3 separate regions of the Sus scrofa genome follow, and regions 1 and 2 are each linked to region 3. The links are chromatin contacts, called in public HiChIP or PLAC-seq maps. All regions are on one chromosome and are shown on one strand. The core of a region is the stretch at or near the end of the contact, and the rest is flanking DNA. Distances in the headings are between cores, read along the strand shown.

Region 1 (4,273 bases), core at 601-3,100, 330 kb before region 3:
GAACCACCCAACATCTAAGGGGTGGAGGGATGTGGGATTTCAGTGCCGTCTTAGAGGCCCCCGGCAGATTCATGCTGCCCAACTCGGGTGCATTGAAGCCAATCAGGAAAACATACGTTAATCCAAGCCCTCCACAATCTTGAAGACCCCTGACATTGCGGACTGGGCACCTAATGGGCGTGCCCACCATCTGTGGTCAGATGCCCAGGGAGGTATCTGTCTCCTTCGTGGCTCAAGGCTCACTCCTCTTTTTCCTCCTCGGTCTTAAATGTTGGTTTCATGGAAGTGTTTCTCTGGTCCGGAGAGCGGGTCAGGCTTCTCTGCCGCTGTTCCCGCAGCTGCCCCCGCTCCCTCGCCCTGATCCCCTGGACACCAGGGTCATTGCCGGCTTTCCCATTAGGAGTCAGCAGCAGTGTTAGTCTTGGCATTGTGGTATCTCTCAGCACAGTATCTGACATGGGCATTCAACACGTGTTTTAACAGTTAATGCGTTAAAACTTTTATGTTAGGGGATTTTGCCACTTAAAAATTGATCCCTGGTCCCATCCCAGGCCTATTAAATCAGAATCTCTGAGGCCAGGCCGGGACATCTGTATTTTAATGGGGGTGGAGTGGGGTGGAAGACATGGCTAAATTTTAATTTCAATTATGGGAAGTTTTTGTGTGTTTGTAATTAAAAATTTTTTTTTTAATTTATTTTTTTCTTTTTAGGGCCGCACCTGCAGCATGTGGAAGTTCCAGGCTAGGGGTCGAATTGGAGCTGTAGCTGCCGGCCTATGCCACAGTTGCTGCAAGACCAGATGGAGCTGCATCTGCAACCTCCACCACAGCTCATGGCAATGCTGGATCCTTAACCCACTGAGCGAGGCCAAGAACTGAACCTGCATCCTTATGGATACTAGTTGGATTCTTAACCTGCTGAGCCACAATGGGAACGCCTGTGATTTTTAAAATTAAGTAAAAGCAAAAATAAATAAGTAAATCTAAATGGGAAAAATGCACAAGAAAAAAAGTGAGTGAGTTAGCTAGCTAGTTAGTTGTTGAGGTCAATTGTGAGCCAGACAGAACTGAAGCCAGTGCTAGGCTTCTTCTGGTTTTGACCCCTTCTTTGTATGTGTCTAGTTTTGGCATCAGCCGCTCCACTTCTCAAGAGGGGAACTCATTTGCTAAGGAGCGAACACCACTGAGGGCTGGCGAGGAGGGCCCAGAGGAGCCAAGCTTTGGGGGTTCTGGGGAAAGCCTGGACCTCAGAGCAGAGGTGTGGCCCTCAACTCCCCGACCAGGCTGAGGGGTCTCCCACCCAGGGACCAGCCGACACTGTATTTCCCAGTATCTTTGCGCTAAATCTTGGTTATTCCAGTCTTTGTCTGTGGAGAGTTTCTGAACTTGTCTGAGTCACACTTCCTGGGTGTCTCAAGTTTAACTGAGACTGTTAGCAAACAGACACTCTGAAATTCACTGCGGGCTGTCGGAACAGCCAGGACTGCTGTGAAATGTGAGCCCTCGACCGCTTTCCAGCAGCAGATAAGTATCCCACGGTGGTTCTTCGGACCTTTGTCTCCCACCAGGGTGGGTCTGTCGATCTGGTTTCTCCCTGTGATTATAATGAAGGGCAGTTTCAAAAGGCTCTGATGGGCTGTCAAGTTCTCACCGAAACTAATTTAAACTCTTCACTGCTTCTGTGTAGCGTAATTACTGTGCTGGATATATTTTCCATTTTCCCCTCCAGATCCGCTTTCCACCCTGCTCTCCGGCTGAGAGGCTGATCTCAGTGGATTGCCTTAACTAGGTCCCCTCGTCCTCTGGCTCCCCGTTGAGTTCAGCCAATGAGAGGCCCTGGCGGGAGTCCAGAGGGCGGGAGGAGAGAGCGGCTGGGCTAATTATTCCCCTGTTCCCTCTCTGCTGGGCAGTGGTGTGGCCTTGGCAGCTTTCCCCTACTGAAGGTCACAGGCCAGTGGTCACCCTCTTCTATAGCTACAGCCCTCTTTGTGTGTGTGTGTGTGTGTGTGTATTATTCAGTGAATTTTATTACATTTATAGTTGTACAACGATCATCACAACCCAATTTTATAGCGTTTCTATCCCAACCCCCAGCACATCCCCTGAACCCCCAACCTGTCTCATTTGGAAGCTGTAAGTTTTTCAAAGTCTGTGAGCCAGTATCTGTTCTGCAAAGAAGTGCATTGTGTCTTTTTTTAGATTCCACATGTAAGTGATAGCATTTGATGTTGGTGTCTCACTGTCTGACTGACTTCACTTAGCGTGATAATTTCTAGGTCCATCCATGTTGCTGCAAATGCCATTATTTCTTTCCTTTTAATGGCTGAGTAATATTCCATTGTGTATATGTACCACATCTTCTTGATCCACTCCTCTGCTGATGGACATTTAAGTTGTTTCCATGTCTTGGCTACTCTTTAGAGAGCTGCAATGAACATAGGTTTATGTGTATCTTTTCGAGTCATGATTTTCTCTTGATAGATGCCCAGAAGTGGGGCTATAGCCCTCTTGATGCTGGTAACTGCCCTTCCCCTTGTCACTCCAGGCCTCAAAGTGGTCAGTTACGGGTTCCAGGATGCTTAGTCATCTGGACTGGTTCCTTGGTGGTTTTCTGCTGTGCCCACATTTTGGCACTTCATTCAGTTCTCATCACTCACCCCTTCTGTGCGTGCTGCCATCTCTTTCCTGCCTGGACCTGGCTGGCACAATTATTTATATTCACAGTTCTTTTTACAGTGTGCTCATAGCCCATTCTCTTTGCTGGTAGGATGCGTTGAGGCCAAGGGTATGACCCCTGTGTGAGCCAGTCAGCTGTGCTTGGCGATGGATTTTAGCATGGCCCTGGTACGCTTCGCTTTCTCCCTTGCGTCTGAGAGGTTGGGCATCTCTGGGGCTGTATATGGCAATTCGCATTTACTGAGGGTCTTCTCTGCTCAGGCACTGCCTTAGATGATGGACTCGGGTCTTTTCCTACATCCAGTTCTGCAAGGTAGGAATGATCACCTCCCACTTCCTGCAGATGAGAGAACTGAGATCCAGAGCAGTTGTGTAGTTTCCACAAGGTCACACGCCACTTTGGCGATAGGAAGAGGATTTAGGTTCACATGTTGGTCAAGGCTGGTGTGGTTTTCTTTTGGTGAGGTGGGCTGCTTCAGGCTATGAGTGTGCCAAGGTTTTAGTACAGCTGGAAACATTTGCCATTAGCAAGTCAATTCTACAAGTACCACTGGTAAGTTAAAAGTATACAGTGGCAGCAGCAGCTTTGCAGGGGCGGGGGGGTAGGGGGGGAAGGTGGAAATGCTTGTCTGGTAAAGACCCCCATTGGCTTTCCCCTGGGCTGTATAGAGGTTGTGATGCCTGCGGGCCATTAGCATGGGATTTGGTAACCGGCCTGGACTTGTCTGTCCTCGGGAAGTCCCGCAGGCTCCACTGCCAGTCTTTGAAAGGACCGTGTAGAACCTGCCTGCATCTGGCTGGCACCTTGACCTCAGGCGCTCAGAGGGCCTGCTTCCTTTCAATTGTTCGCATTTCTCATCTCAGATCTCAGGGCCTGGGGATTATGACTGAGTGATTTGAGTCCCTCAGGCCTCAAAATACTGAATTGTTTTCTCAGGAAATTCGCTTTTTTCTTCTTTTTGCTCCCCCTCCCTCCCCTCAACTTCCTGATGCCCAGTCTCTTCGAGGCTGGGGTGGCTAGTACATCACATGGAATGGGTGCACTCTTCAAATCGCCACTCTTCTCTCCATATATCTATTTCTGTCCAGCAGCCTTAGAATTTTTATAAGGTAGCTACAGGATTTAACCAGACTCATGGGCATGATTTTGACTCGCTGTGGTTTTTGCAAAAAAAATGGTCTGGCTGCAGGTGAATGATCTGAAAGCCAAAGTGACTCCTCTGAAGAGTGACATTTTAGTTGCTAACAATGATTTTATAATTTTTAAATTATGTGCTTTATAGTCATGGTTATTAATCATTTTTTTCTAATTGCCTTATGAGGGAGGTCAGTCCTGAATTATAATGGTAATGATGGGCTATTTTCATTTGATAAATATTTATTGATGGTCCTTTCCTGCTTATTATGTGCAAGGCACCTTCTAGATCAGCACCACCGCAGAGATTACGGGGTGAGCCGTCAATGCAAAAGCCTATATGGAATGCGAAAATTTCTAGGAGCCACATAAAAGAAGTAAAAGAAACTGGTGAAATTAATTTTAATAGTATATTTTATTTGACGTGATATGTTTTAAATATTATCATTTCAACATAGAATT
Region 2 (3,900 bases), core at 660-3,159, 280 kb before region 3:
CTCATGGATACCAGTCAGTTTCATTTCCACTGCCCCACAATGGGACCTCCTGGTTTATAGATCTATTTTATATATATAGTGTGTATCAGTTAATCCCAAACAAGTTTATCCCCTGTCCCCACTTTCCCTTTGGTGACTGTAAGCTTGTTTTCTATGTCTGTCGGTCTATTTCTGTTTTGTATGTAAGTTCATTCATATCATTTTTTAAGATTCTATATATGTGATAGCATATGATATTTGTCTTTGTCTGGCTTACTTCACTTTCAACTGATATTTTCATATTGTGATCCTAAATTTTATAGTCACGCTATTCCCTAAAGTATACCTTGATAAACATTTTATGACCCGAAAAAAAGGGAAGTGCTTACTTCCCTTCCAACTGATGGTTTAAATACTCCAAAAGGGTAAAACTTCTTGGAGCATTTCAACAGGTCCAATGACTGAACTCTTTCCTCTGCCAGAGTGGAATTATCCACTGCTACAGTAAAGAAATGCAGCGTAAAGACAGACAATATTATCTTTAAGGTAGGCCTGATGTCTTCTTCTTCCTGCCTGGGTTGGGAAAGGAAAGATTTCTTCTGCCTCAGTTCCCCTCTGTTAGGAAATCCATCTCCTTCCTTGATGTAGGAGGACGTGCCAGAATCTCACGGCCACGGGAAAGCCCAATATTCTGCTAGAGGTTAAGAGCGGAAATGACCCGACATTAACAAAACATTTAACACTTGGACCTGGGAACAGAGAGTCCATTACTCTCTGCTTCACAACTGATTTGCAGGTGAGGCACAGGTGTCTGGGCTCCTCCAGAACAGCCAGTGGTACCTGCAGCAGGTGGAATCCTGGATTTCTAGGAGAGAGGTGTGCTTTCACCCCACCTTGCTCAGAAATGGAGAACACTCCAGAATGGTGGGGTTTTCCCTTTGGGTTTGTTAATTTCAAAAAACGATGCCATATGGATAAGCAAGCTCTTTTAACAAACAGCATTTGTTTTTAATAAATAAGAAAACACCCCCGATACTGTACTAAATAAGTTAAATAAATATCAAATGATAAAATAAACCAAGCTAAAACCTAAAGAGTCAGCCAGAGAGTTTAATGACACTCAACGAGATATGGGCCTCTTTTTGGTATTCCTTTACGATGACTTCAGATTGGAGCTCCTGCTGGGGAGGTGCCCCTGCGTGGAGTGTTGTTTCCCGGGGCAGCAGATGTCTCTGTTACCCTAACCAACTCCTATTAAAGACAAGAGAAGAAAACGCTGATGGGCTGAAAGTGGAGGAGCCCGTGTTAGCAACTGCACGCAGGATCGAGGCAGATTTTGTGGGAAGAACAGAATTCTTGTGGGCTGAGTGTTTTTTGAAAATTCTCTCCAAGAATGCATGCGACTTAAATATTTCTTTACCCAAAGGGGAGGAGGAATAGAATGGTTTGCAATGTTGAAAAAAAAAATGCCCCCCCCCGCCTCTGGTGCCTTATCCCCCCCGCCATGGGGGAGCAGAAGAAACCAGTGGCAAGGGAGGTGCCTCCTAATTTTTATCTTGCTCCAGTCAAGCAATCTTTCCATGTAAATCAAGTGTTAGTCTTCTCGACGTGAACAGCTTTGCTGAGAAGGAACAGGGACAGAGCCAAGCCCGGATTTCCAGTCCTGGAAACAGCAAAAACCTAGCTGTACTTCCCTCCACCCTCAGGGGCTAGTTTTCTTGTTATTTGTAAATGTGAGTGGGTTTTGCTTCGTTTTGGGTTTTTTGATGCTGATGTTTCTGCCGTGAGGGTCCTGAAAGGGGCAGAGGAGTATGAAATCCACAGGCTGGGGAGGGGGGATAGATTTGTAATTCATTGTCACCAGGGGCTCCCCTTACCTTGGAACTTTATTTCCCTTTCGGTTTCAAGTGTCTGAAGCTAGACTGCTATAAATAAGTTTTTGGTCACATGAACATGTGACAAAACTGGCTGAGGGCAGTCTTGTAATGAGAGGCTTCAGGTAACTTCCTGTTTCTTTCCGGCAGAACTGGGGCTTCTTCCTTCACTCCTCCTCTGGTGTCGCTCCCCCTCTGCGCCCCCTCACCCCCCAAGCCCATCCCTCTGACTGCAGCACGCGTAGTTAGGCTACCTTCTGTGCAGAAGCTACCATTGCGGGGGGGTGGGGGTGGGGGCAGAACACAGAATGTGCATATATGCCTGTGGGGGATGACGTGAGTTTTGTGACTCACCGTCGCAATCCGGGTAAACATGACAAACCCCAGCTCTGCCACTTTTCTAGCATCGTGACCTTGGGCAAGCTGACTAACTCCATTGATTCTTGCTTCCCTCATCTCTGAGAGGGAGATGTCCCTGGGCTGCCTGATTGCTGGGAGAGCAAGAGGCATTGTTGATAAGACGCTTAGCAGAGTGAATGGCTCGCAGTGAACATGCAGTAAAAGTGGTCAATAAAACTCATCATTATTACCATCAACTTCACCACTGTCATCATCATCACTGCTGTCACCATCATCATCACTGTCTTCATCATCATCAGCATCCATCAGCAGCATCATCCTCTCCATCATCAGCAGCATCATCCTCTCCATCATCAGCAGCATCATCCTCTCCATCATCACCAGCATCATCCTCTCCATCATCACCAGCATCATCTTCTCCATCATTACCATCCTCAGATCAGGCTTAATCCCACTCCTTAGTTCATTCCTTTTTCTCAAGTCAGCCTTTGCCACATAATGTGATTCTGATCGTGGTCACAGAAGAAGAAAGACTCTTTTTTTTTATCTAGGCCTGAAGTTCATCCTTGTTTTTCTGTCCTGGAAGCAGAGGTCTGCTTTCTATGCCTGCCCGTCCCTCTCCTGGGGCAGCCAGCTGAGGAGACCCTGCTCCCAATCACTCAGGGTCCCTCTGGGAACTGCTTTTTCTTCAGACAGCTTTCTGAACCCACAGGGATGCTCAAACTTTCTTCTTCTGTTCCTTTTATTATCAGCCCCATTCTTCTGGTCGTCATCCAGGCTCCTGGTCCCTCAAGAAGCCATGTCCCACAAGAATGTTTCCCAGCCTCAGGGTTCTGGTCTGAAAAGCACTGTGACTATGACCTAACTCTGCATCTTCAGCTGTGACCTCTGTCAAGGTTATTGTTAGTTGAACTCCGCAAGCATTTTGGGAAGGAAGACTTGCCATTGCCTTCAGTTGCTTCTTTTTTGTTATTCTTATGATCCAACATGCTTACCTCAGAGCTTTGGGTCTTAACTACCACTGGTGACATTATTAAAGTCATTAGTTTTAAGAGATTAAGAAATCAAAGGTGTAAAAACAGTTTGACATGATACTCCCCTCGAGTGAGTTGATTTCTCTCTTCTATGAAGAGCAGAGAAGCACACACACATACATACACACAGACACACAGACACACATATCAGAGGTGGGCAGAGCCCTCCCCATGACTCCTATGGGATGGAAAGTTGCATTATGTCCATTTCCTCAACCCCCTGGGTGGACGGTCCCCAAGCATGTCCGGAAACAGGTTCACATTGTCATATTTGTGGCTTGCCATGTACTTGAAAGAATCAGAATGAATAAGTGACATGAAATGAAAGCCATCAAACACATTTGATAGATGATAGAAAATCATCCTGAAATGCCACGTGTAATCTTTCTTTTAGCTCTCAGTGGACATTAATGGCTAAATTCTACCACAAGTTATATAAACGCATTCGACCAAAAGAAGCGGGAGGGTGGGAGGGGGCGGGGAGCTATGTAGCACAAACGCCCTTGAAGAAATAGAGCCAAATTCTGAGATGGTGTATCATTATGTACTAGTTACCAGATTCTGAAATAGCATGGAATATGCCAGATAGATGTTTATTTCCTCTTGTTTTTTCAAAAGGGTCCCACCCAACCACCAAAAGGAGTGACATCAAA
Region 3 (4,087 bases), core at 279-2,778:
GAGGCTGAAATGATTGATATTGGGACTTTGTTTTCTACTTTAGGAATTTTAGTGCTATAAATTTCCCTCTATGTACTGATTTAGCTGCATTTCATAGACTTCAATGAGTAATGCTTTTATTTTCATTTATTTCAAAATACTGCCCAATTCCTCTTTTGATTTCTTCTTTAACCACATGTCATTTAGAAGTGTGTTGATATAGTTTCCAAACATTTGAGTATTTTCCAGGTATCTTCCTTATATTGATTTCTAATTTAATTTCACTCTGATCAAAGAACTCACATTCTGTGAGTTAAATCATGTTTTATTGAGACTTATTTTATGGCCCAGTAAATGATCTATCTTAAATGTTCTGTGTGCACGTAAAAAAAAAAAAAAAAAAAAAAAAAAGGTGTATTATGCTCTTTTGACATGGAAGCTTCTATAAATGTCAGTCTGGTTGTTCAGGTCTTCTATGTCTTTGCTAATTTTCTGTTTGCTCATTCTGTCAATTAGGAAAGACAAGTTGAGATCTCAGACCATAAGTGTGGATTTATTGATTTCTCCTTATAAGTTATATCATATTCCTTATATCACTGCTCCTCTAGTCAGAGAGGAGTCCTCCTCCCTCAGAGCTACTGCTATTAGTGAAATAGGCTTGCCTGTGGCCAGAACTGGAAGAGAAAGGAAAAAGAGAAAAGATCCAGGAGATTTCCCTACATTTTCATCATTCCTGTGTGGATCCCCCCTCCCCCTCCACTGCCCAATTTGTATTCTCTAATTAGAAAGAGAAGACTTGGATCTTTTTGTTTGTTCCTTATGTGCCATTCTAGGATTTGGATTTTCTTTGGGTTCAGGCTGGGGGTTTGGGGACATAAACAGCAGGAAATGAATGCACCACTGAATTGGTTGTCCTTCAAGTTTTGGTTTCCTTCCACAATTTGCCTGCTACTATTTAGTTTTCAGAGATCTCAGATTGCTACTCCATCATTCTTTCCAGGGTATTCAGTTATATTTAGGGGTTTTAGTTTCATTCAGTAAAAGTAGAGTGTACATTCTCCATTTTACCCAGAACCAGAACCAGAGCCCTTCCGTTTTATTATATTTTGTGTTCAGGGGGTAATATTCAAAATAATTAATAATGAATATGCCATAAATATCAACCAGTAAGAACAGATGCCAATCTGTTCAGAATAAACATTAACATTAAACAACTGATATGTCAGTAGAGGTACATAATGCCTAATAATCACCCTGCCTGATTGTGGATCGAGTTTCTATTTAATGTCTCTTCTCCAATAATAATAGCAGACATGTAAGGTTAAGGTGTCTGGTGAGATGTTTTATCCTTCGGGGTCTCCTGTGTGTTAACTAACTGGGTTGGCCTTTGATCTCTCTCTCAAATACAGTGGATTCTGACTCAGACATCTCCACACTCATTGCTCCAAGTTCAGGGGCAGAGACCTCTGATGGCATCTGCTTATCCAGTGTAATAGATGGGAGATGGCCTGATGACTTGCGGTGAATCAGATCCCACTCCGCTCATTAAGACCGCTGCCCCTGGGCACTTCCTGCTCCTTGCATCTCTTGCTTCTGTGGTTAAAACTAACCTGGCAACACTCTCTCTCATCTTTCACAGTTATCCTCCTACACATGCTGTAGGCTATAATTTCCTCATTTTAGTTGCATCTAGTTTCTGTCTTCTGTGGATTTCTTAACATTTCTCTTCTATTATCGGCTTTGTGTTTTGTTTTGTAATGCTTCAAAAATTTGTTCTTTTTAAGGTAACATTTTTCTGTCATTTCCATACCACCTATATAATTGCCATTTAGTCTGAACTACCATCATTTCTGTGTCCTACCTTATTTCCATTCTTGCCAACATATAGTCTGTTGTTTGATACTATAGTTAAATCAAATCATGTATTTCCCCAAACTTGAAAAAAAAAAAAAAACTTCTCCAGTGGCTTCCTATCATGTTCAGAATAAACTCCAGAGTCTTTGTCAGTCCCTATGTGACCACCCCCCCAAGTTACCCTTTTCCTCACACTTTATGTCCTTCCACTCTCTCCCTTATCCACTTTGTTTCATCTGTATTGGCCTTTTTACCTAAACATGGTAAGAGCATTTTCTTTGCAGGACCTGTACATTTGTTCTTTGTGACTAAGGTCGGTAGATTTCTGCTTCGTTCAGAGACTCTCTGACCTCCTAAATACCTAGCCATAATATTCACAATAACTACTTCTACCTGTGTTTATTTACTTGTTCATTGTTGTCGCAACTACTAGGAAATTTGTTTCATTTGAGCAGAGACTATCTTATTCACCACTCTAGCCTTAGAACACTTAATATAAAAATTTGTCAGTATTTGTTGAATGAAAGTTCGAATGAGGATCTAGCACTTAGTGTGCATGGAAATGTGTGTGTGTGTGCCCAGGCCACTTATTGATCCAGTAGTCACTTCTGTTACTTATGTAACTGAAAAAATAAAGCAGCAGTGTGAGAAATTTGGATGTATGTATTTTGTCAGACTATGAAGTGGTTATTGATTTGTGAAATAGGGCTCTCGAAATATGACTGTAAAACTGATTGGCCAGTTATATATGTATATAGCTTTCTAAGGTTGGGTTCTTATTTTCTGCTTTCCAATATAGCATACTGTATTTTACTGGATTGTATTATTTACTATACTTGTTCTTATTTGTTGGATCTTGATTTTTCTTAACAGTCTAAGAGCTTATCAACAGTAGAATCTTAGCATCTAGCACAGTGCCAGTGTCTTGCATTTAGGCCATTCAAGTTGATGAAAGAAGCTTATCAATTCTAGGAATTCTGGTTCTGTATTTTAGGCAGCGTGGGTTACTTCATCAGAATTGAGGTTTTTTTGTTGTTGTTGTTGTACTAGCTCTCTTTTCTGAAGCAAGTTATTTTTCAGTAGAGGTTATATCTAACCAGAACTTCTTTGGTTCTAGGTATTGAATAGGTGCATGGTCAAAGCCCAGTTTTGATTTACTTCTGCGAAGATAGCATTGTGCAAGCATTAGACTCTGATATGTAACATGTGTATTGATATAATAATGCCCAGGATTAGCTCATGTTGGAAGACTGGGAACTTGTACAGTGCTTGGCTTTGTGTGATTCCCATTATTTGTAGTGAGTGTTATTTGATTACCACATGCTGGTATATCTCTAGTAATTATGTACTAAATTTTCAAATTACTATCTCCTGATTCTTTTTCTTTCCTTGCAAATATATAAAATGTAGAAATGAGATGTTCATGCTCTCGAAACATACACAAATTATTCTTTAGTTTGGTGACAAAGATTTCTGTATTAAACCAATAGTATTTTCTTATATAGAATGATAGGGAAAATTATTTCGATATTCAGTGTATCATTTCTTTATATCAGTGTAAGAGTATACCTGGTATAGCAGCATCACTAATGTACAGGATTATTATTTAGTACTTTCTCTTTCCGATAAAAATTATTTAGTTCTCAACATAGATTGCTTTAGGAATAAAGATAAAAATTTAATAATACGTATGTGCAAGGCTCTGCGCTAGGTGCTTTCACATAATCCTCATTTAATTCTCAGAATAATGCTATGAAATAGGTATTGTTTTCAGTAGGAAAATACCTCAGGCTTTATAGTAATCTGCACCAAAAGTTTCAAATCCGCCTTGCCGGTAGCATGTATTTAGAACCTTTCCATTCTGATATATAAAACACAAATGTTTGTTGTCCTGTGTTTCTTCTGAAATTTAACTTCTTCGGATTATTCTTTGTGTAACAGTAATTTTTCCAAAAAAATTAAACTTGAAATTGCCCCTCTAGCCAACAGTGTCTTCTTATCCTGGGGTGCTAGGTATATGTCAGAATGTGCTTATGTATTTCAGTTACACTTTGTATTATTTAATGTAAATTATAATAATTTTATTAAGTAAAACATTACTTTTTACCAAACACGTAGACATGTAAAAAGGGTATGTTAGGGCTTCTTCCTTGTGTGCTCCTCTTAAAATAACCAATATTAACTCCATTCAGTCTGGGTCCTTCCATGTTTTCCCCTAAACTCATATGGCATCTGCACAGGTGTGCATATGTAT

The links. HiChIP or PLAC-seq counts read pairs in DNA pulled down with a chosen protein or histone mark.
Region 1: a contact with region 3 is called in an H3K27ac HiChIP or PLAC-seq map of alveolar macrophages. The contact joins two enhancer-like sites. A contact is called at or near these places in 3 of 47 Hi-C or Micro-C datasets (embryonic fibroblasts, fetal skeletal muscle and liver) and 1 of 2 datasets of contacts at active chromatin or transcription factors (alveolar macrophages).
Region 2: a contact with region 3 is called in an H3K27ac HiChIP or PLAC-seq map of alveolar macrophages. The contact joins two enhancer-like sites. A contact is called at or near these places in 1 of 47 Hi-C or Micro-C datasets (embryonic fibroblasts) and 1 of 2 datasets of contacts at active chromatin or transcription factors (alveolar macrophages).

What each region holds. Positions count from the first base shown.
Region 1 is chr12:16,035,223-16,039,495 of Sscrofa11.1, reverse strand. The region is part of intron 8 of MARCH10 (probable E3 ubiquitin-protein ligase MARCH10); the gene reads right to left. All of the region lies in intron 1 of LOC110256164 (a long non-coding RNA gene), which reads left to right. Among named protein-coding and RNA genes, the nearest start is that of MARCH10, 67 kb to the right of the region's middle. Within about 2 kb of position 1,850, at least 38 of the 83 cell types and tissues checked have an H3K27ac peak or open chromatin away from gene starts, as enhancers often do. A contact at or near this core is called in alveolar macrophages, where this site is marked.
Region 2 is chr12:15,980,345-15,984,244 of Sscrofa11.1, reverse strand. All of the region lies in intron 2 of MARCH10 (probable E3 ubiquitin-protein ligase MARCH10), which reads right to left. Among named protein-coding and RNA genes, the nearest start is that of MARCH10, 12 kb to the right of the region's middle. Within about 2 kb of position 1,909, at least 25 of the 83 cell types and tissues checked have an H3K27ac peak or open chromatin away from gene starts, as enhancers often do. A contact at or near this core is called in alveolar macrophages, where this site is marked.
Region 3 is chr12:15,701,307-15,705,393 of Sscrofa11.1, reverse strand. The region is part of intron 3 of TANC2 (protein TANC2); the gene reads left to right. Among named protein-coding and RNA genes, the nearest start is that of TANC2, 110 kb to the left of the region's middle. Within about 2 kb of position 1,528, at least 2 of the 83 cell types and tissues checked have an H3K27ac peak or open chromatin away from gene starts, as enhancers often do. A contact at or near this core is called in alveolar macrophages, where this site is marked.